Regions from separate parts of the Rattus norvegicus genome. Here region 2 is linked to region 1. A link is a contact called in public Hi-C data. All regions are on one chromosome and are shown on one strand. The core of a region is the stretch at or near the end of the contact, and the rest is flanking DNA. Distances in the headings are between cores, read along the strand shown.

What was found. A called contact is a pair of places that touch in the nucleus more often than the background predicts.
Region 2: a contact with region 1 is called in a Hi-C map of liver, with 3 times the contacts expected there. The contact joins two enhancer-like sites. A contact is called at or near these places in 2 of 12 Hi-C or Micro-C datasets (both in liver).

The regions. Positions count from the first base shown.
Region 1 is chr5:125,186,268-125,189,616 of GRCr8, forward strand. All of the region lies in intron 1 of Plpp3 (phospholipid phosphatase 3), which reads left to right. Among named protein-coding and RNA genes, the nearest start is that of Plpp3, 32 kb to the left of the region's middle. Within about 2 kb of position 1,679, at least 2 of the 93 cell types and tissues checked have an H3K27ac peak or open chromatin away from gene starts, as enhancers often do. A contact at or near this core is called in liver, where this site is marked.
Region 2 is chr5:125,320,712-125,324,064 of GRCr8, forward strand. No RefSeq gene overlaps it. Among named protein-coding and RNA genes, the nearest start is that of Plpp3, 170 kb to the left of the region's middle. Within about 2 kb of position 1,625, at least 14 of the 93 cell types and tissues checked have an H3K27ac peak or open chromatin away from gene starts, as enhancers often do. A contact at or near this core is called in liver, where this site is marked.

The DNA of each region.
Region 1 (3,349 bases), core at 429-2,928:
CATCCGAAGCCCCTGAAATATAACAAATTCCCAGTGAATGCAGACTTATCCTTGTCCATATTTAAAAGGGGCTAAAAGAGAAGAAAGAGGTCTTGGGAAATGACTGTTTCCCAAGATGAACAGATGGTAAGACCTCCAGGTGCTGGCCATTGCATTTTACCACGGAGAAGAGTCTTGTTCATGGAATATATAATCTTAGCCAAAGCTCTCCAGCTCTTTCAATGAAACATGCAAACCACGTTTTATTTCTAGGCGACTGTGACAGATTTTTGAAGGGGCTCGTGAGATGGCATTTACCTCATAAGCCTGTGACTTGAGTTCTTTCTATCCCCATAACCTACAGCGAAAGGAGGGACCTGGCTGGTGTTTGTCCTCTGACCTGCATGCTATGTCATGGGGATATCAACTTGTGCGACAGACACTCTTAATAATAATAATAAAATTTTGCACAGAATCCAACAAGAAAGGCAAAGCAACCAGAGTTGAATCTTTGAAGACTGTTATTAATTATTCTATGGTGTGAGGCTTGATGCTTCTACCTAGCACTTGCTCTTGCTTACCATGTTTGAGGCCCTAAGTTCCATCTGGGGCACTGAAAAACTAGTAAAGATTTCACTGTCAGCACTTTCAAATAAGGGAACCCAAAGTTCTCTTTAATACCCAGGGATTAGACCACAGACGGGCTTCTCTTTGCCACGGGACCCCAGACTTCCTGAGGGTGGGAACTGAAGTAGTGTAAGCCCTTACTCACCACGGTAGCCCTAGTTCCCAACAGTGCCCAATTCTCAGGGAACTGTCCTTTCTTTTCTGTTTACCTAAGCAAGAGACCTTGGACTTGGGCTCAGGAAACACAAGCAGCAGGACTCTACCTGCCATGAGTTTCTTCATTTAGGCCTGAACCCTCCAGCCCCGAAGAATGAGCATTTGTCAAGGAAAGTCTCTGACCCCGGAACACTGCCTGCGCACACCGCCAGCTGCTAGTGTTTTCTATGGAGCTTGTTTCAAAGCTGAAGAAATGCCTTCACAGTAAACTTAGATTCTGCTCGCCTGGATTGTGTCCAGTCTAAAAATCTGGACAAACATTATAAACCAAAGAAAGTTTGCGCACTTCTAAGACCAGTAGCAATTAATTACTTTAAATAGAAATACTGTCACTTACTGGCAACATAAATATTTGTATTTTGAACCTCTAAGTAGTTGTTGGGTTGACCATTCTGACCTTAAGTGATTTTACTTAGTCATATTTTAACAGGGAGTACATTTATAAAGAAGGGTCAGGTCAGGGAGGAAGAAAATATAAACCAAAAGAGAGAGCTGGGTTCTAATCCCAGTGACCCATTGATGCACTCAGAGACTTAGAGAATAGAAAACTTCTGTCTTCAATTTTCTGTTGCATACAAAGGGAAATAACAACAACAACAACAACACACACACACACACACACACACTTTTACAATTATCATAAACATTAAATAAATTGCAAACTGGACTATAAACCCCTTCGAGAGGAACTCAGTGTCTTCTAGCTGTAGCTCTCACATCTGGTCCAAATGACTGTCCTTTGCTCTGCACTGGGCTGAGGTTGCTTGGCTTCTCTGATCCTCGGTGTTTTTATTTGTAAATGATTGGAACAGCACTCACAGAACTCTACCCTATCAGTAAGGTTCACAGAGCTCCCAGCAGAGCGTCCTGGTAACTGCCTGTCCTCCGCAGCTGTGCCTTGCCAATGCCTTGGTCTGTGCTGTGTGTCCTATGTCGTTCTGCTGGTAAGCACGTAGGCGCCTGGCGGATGTTGCCTTAATTATTACTCCCACACATCCTAGACTTTGCTTATTCGGAAGATAACGCCAACCGCTTCTTAGTCTTTTGACTAAGATCAAGTAAAGATAAGCACAGATTGGGTCAAGTGGAAAACTGGGTGAGTCTCAGGAGAGGCATCTCCAGGACTTCTTGTTCGGGACAAAGGAGAACTGTCCTCAGATTCTCCGGTTTTCAGTCCTGCAGAGAAGTGCAGTCACTTCACCTTTATCCTCCTGCTCCCTTCTCCCTTCCTTGCTCTCTCAGGGCTTCTAAAAGGCACTTTGAGAGAAGTGGCTGTGTTTAATTTTGTGCAGATATGAAGCCATGGCTGCGGGGAGTTAGCTTTGGGGCTGGGTCACTCTGGTAACACTTCCCACATGACTTGATCAATGGGTGGGCCATGAAAACTTATCCTGTGTTTTTTTACACCCCACCCCCAAACCACCCAACCTGACCAAGTGTTAGTTTTTCAAAGCCAGTGAAGTTTCAAAGGCCTGAACCCAACACAGCGGCCTTTCTTCGTGCTTTGATTTTCTGCCCATTAAGTGTTTGTCACTGAGTTCAGATTTCGCCTCCTCTGCAGCCTACACATCCCACGAAGCCCCTAGAGGTAGGGAAAGTTAATTGATTGTTGATTAAAAGGAGGAGAGAGGCTTGAGCCTAGGTCTAGACACTTTAGCTTATTCTCTCTCCTTTGGCTCTGATTTGCTGCACAGAGCTCATAATACACATTTTATTATCAATAAATCTAAATTCTGGGATATTGGCTTTAGATCTTTGATTGAATTAGACATGTGTGTATCTAATTAGTGTGTGTGTGGCATGGGGTAGCTAGGAGAGTATAAACTAAGAGGGCTGTCTTGACTTCTCTAAGGTCTTTCTTTCATTCTTTTTTTTTTTTCTTTTTCCCCCTACAGAGGCATGGGAGTTACTGAGGGAGCTTCGGCTCATTTGTTCATACACATGGGTGCTTCTGTTTTAAGTGACTCACTCTAGAAAGCACCCAAGATTTAGGTAGGTCATTTGAACCTCATCCAGCTTCACCATTAACTTACAGAGTGACTCTGCTAAATCACTTTAATCTCTTTGAACCATAGGGTGGCTTTACTCGCTCCTTTTCTATGATTGGCCTTTGGGCCCCTTGGAGGTTGAGACTTAGCCTCTTTTATCTCTGTCAGTCAGTAACTGGGTTGTTAGAGACCACAATAGTGTGTGTGTGGGAATCCTCAAGTGTGGGCACAGAATGCTTGCTCAGGAAACGTTAACTATCATCATTAGTCTTTGTGCTGTGTTTCTCTTTCTTCTGTTCATTGTTTGCCTATCTTTTCCTGACTACAGCAAAGTTGGAAATTGTATTCTGTACTAATTGTAATTGCCAGGTTGTGTAATTGCCAGGACTAGAATCCTGAGTTTACAGTGCACCTTTATAAGAAGTGTACATGGTCCATAGGACCCCAAAGCTTCTCTGACTCATGCAAGGTCAGCTCAGGTCTCCATCCCTTGCAGGACACTTCTAATGTGCAGTAGAGGAGTTTTGTTCTCTCAGTGC
Region 2 (3,353 bases), core at 375-2,874, 130 kb after region 1:
TAATAATGCATAGGAAAAACTGCTTGCCTTGGTCCATAGAAGAGAAGGGCCAACTCTTGGGATCACAAAACCAGGTTTCTGAGCCTATGGATAGCAGAGAAAGTCCAGTTTAGCAAAGGAGTGAGGGAAAGGCTCTCCTGAGTGGTCCAGAGAAGAAAGGACTGTCTGCTGCTTTTGTCTGGCAATGCCTTTTCCGCTTCATGGACACAAGTCTGAATCAGAGCCATGGGCATTCCTGGCCTTGTCTTAGTTCTTGCTAGAGGCAGGTGGTATCAGTACACCCAGGAATGTTTGACAATCATTGTCTAAAGCTGTTTGCTGTTCATCTGGTCACCTTAGAACTACCACCTGGGGAGATGAAGAGGAGAATGTGTAGGGCACCATTTCTCCATTCAAGTGCCTAATCTTGTAAAAGGGACAGATTTAAGTTATGTTAGCAATTTTATAGGTGCGTGTGTGTGTGTGTGTGTGTGTGTGTGTGTGCGCGTGCGCGCGCGCGCGCGCTTTTCAAATGTATCAGTCAACATGTGAAACACACACATATATGTGTGTGTGTGTGTGTGTGTGTGTGTGTGTATTGTAGTTTATCTGTGAAAATATAAAACCATGGAATTTTAATAAGTTCGGTGAGGTTCTATATAGCGCAGACTTAGAAAATGTCAGAATATAGATTTGAATTCCTGAGACATAAAGTTCTGGAAAGGCTACCAGCAAAATCTTAAATAGACATGAATATACACCATGGGGCATACATTGTTCCACTGGCAATTTAGTAATTTCTATTTATTTCCCAGTTATGTCTTGGGAGCTCATTTGATGAGGACTCCCACCCATGGCCACACCACTTGAATGTGTTTCCTAACGAGGGTCTCGAGGCAATTAGAGTTAACAGTAACTTCTTCACTGGTGGAAGAGTGAGTTGAACAAGTTAATGAATTCCAGTCTAGAATCCTGATCTAAAATGAATTAATCAAGAGCTATAAATTAATAAAGAGTTATAAGAACCATTTTTTTTAATAGAAAAATTATACTGGAAATTGTGTCTCTGTAGCTCAGATAAAGCTGCAGACATGGACTGAACTGTTTTGGCTAGAATTTTATCAGCTTAAGACTAGTTACACTGGCTGTCTCTTTATCTTTATGAGCTCTGATTAATCAGTAACTACCAGTTCACAGGACTTCTCAGAAGTGCTGGGGATTGAACCTAAGGCACCAGCAAGCAATCTACCACAGACTCAGAGCATCTTTAGCCCGGTTCATTGAACTTTGGCAATCATGTCTTGGGCAATTACCACTGTGTGCCTGGCAGTGAGCTGTGTTTCGGGGATGTAGAGACAAACCAAACCAAAGAAAACACCACCCTCATTATTTCAAGAAACTTGTCATCTCAGAAGGGGCGGTCTATCTGAATAAGTGTTTTAAAGCATTTCCTTTTAGATTAGAACAAAACAGCTTCATTGTGGACCACTCAAGAGTGAGAGGAGTAATCCCTCAACTAGTATCTAGTTCAGATACTAGAACTGTTGGAGGCACTAGGGTGGGCCTCCTGTACGATGACTGACGTTTGGGAAGGTCCTGGCACAGGGAAATTTCTTCCCGATGCAGTAAGAGGGCTGTCTTAGACCTGGGCCCTGGCAGAAGCAGGAAGCCTTGGAGACCAACAAGAAAGAGATGGGATACCTGACCCAGCTGTGAGGAAGATGGAGAGATTATGGGGAAGAAAAATCTATGTTGGGTTGCTGAAGAAGAGTGAAAACACAGTAACTTTGACTTAAGAAACAGGCCCTGCTAGACAAACCTCTTCTCTGGCCAGCCTCCTGGAAAGGACTCTGAAGGCACAGCTAACCAAACAACCATTGCTCCTGGCAAGGGCTTTCCACCAGGTGAATGGTTTGCCATGTTTCCGATTCCAGGAACTGGCTGGAATAACACTTATGCAATGATAGAATGCACAGGGCCCGCCTCCAGGCGCCGGGCTGCGGGAGAACTTGGCAAGTCTGGGATCCTCTGCTGAGTGGAAAGTCCTGCTTTCCTGCTTTGCCTGAACTTCCCTTGGATGACTGACTCTAGGGGAAGTCAGAGCAGGTCGACTTCAGGAGAAGTCAGAGACGGCTGTGTGGGCTGAGAAGATAGGTATGTGCAAGAAGGGAGAGGATCATCCTTCCTGGACCTATTAGTATTAGTATTAGTAGTAATATTAACATTAGATAAGGAGTATTTGTGGAAAGTTCAGCTGCCTTCTCAAGGCAGTGAGTAGAGTGAGGACTTGGGAGCTAAAACAGTCTTCACAGAGACCAACTGGGAGCTGCACTTTACCGATCTGCTGGGGATAATGAGCGACAGCAGCTAGAACCTTGCTCAGTATCGCAGTAAATGTTAGTTGGTGGCTAAAAGCAGCACAACTCTTTAATACCTGTCAAGTGGTTGGGGACAAAGGAAGGCAGAAGGCCATCCATCATCTCAAAGGACAAGTAAGGAGGACATCTGTTTCCGTAAAGGCACACACTTTATTGGCTAGGATGGGTCTGAGTTTCTGAATTTTTGAAGACCAAGTATATGTAAATCAGTTCATTCTCAGAATCATGGGACACTCCAATCTAAGGTATCCCAGTGGCTTAATGTGAATTCCCTGCTGCTACTGCTTCTAATTCTACTGCCTTGATCAGAGCTCCTAAAGGAAAGAGAGGCTTCATCTGCGGTTCTTCAGACCTTTGGACATCTTCCTTCTTTAATAAAATATGTTCATAACAGATTTAGTCATGTCTATTTAAAACCAGGAGAGGCAATAAATGACCCTTGATAGACAGGAGAACAAATAATGTTCGGTATTATTTTGTTGGGCTTTAATACTTTTTTTTTTCAGAGCTGAGGACCAAATCCAGGCCCTTGCGCTTGCTAGGAAAGCGCTCTACCACTAAGCTAAATCCCCAACCCTTGGTATTATTTTGTAACATGACTCAGTATAAATTCTCAATTTCATGCAGCAAGAAAGAATCAAAAAGACATATAGATACATTTTTTCAATACCAAAAATTATTGAGGAGAATGAGACAGAGGGTAAATTCTGTTTACATATAGTCAAGATCAGAAAGTCAAAGCTATGGTAACTGAGAAATCGGGTTGATGACCAGCTGAGACCTGAACACCGAAGGCAGAAGCTCACGAGATGTTGTCAGTGATTCGAGCAGCATTTTGAAATTGAGTGACATCGTGAGTCTGGTTCCAGAATGACATGGTGGGGTATGTCCGTAAGCCTAGAGTGTGGGAAGCTGAGACAGGAGAATTTCCAGTTGGAGACAAGCCTGGACTATAGACCAAACGGTGTGAAACATAGAAGCTGAGCATTTATCCCG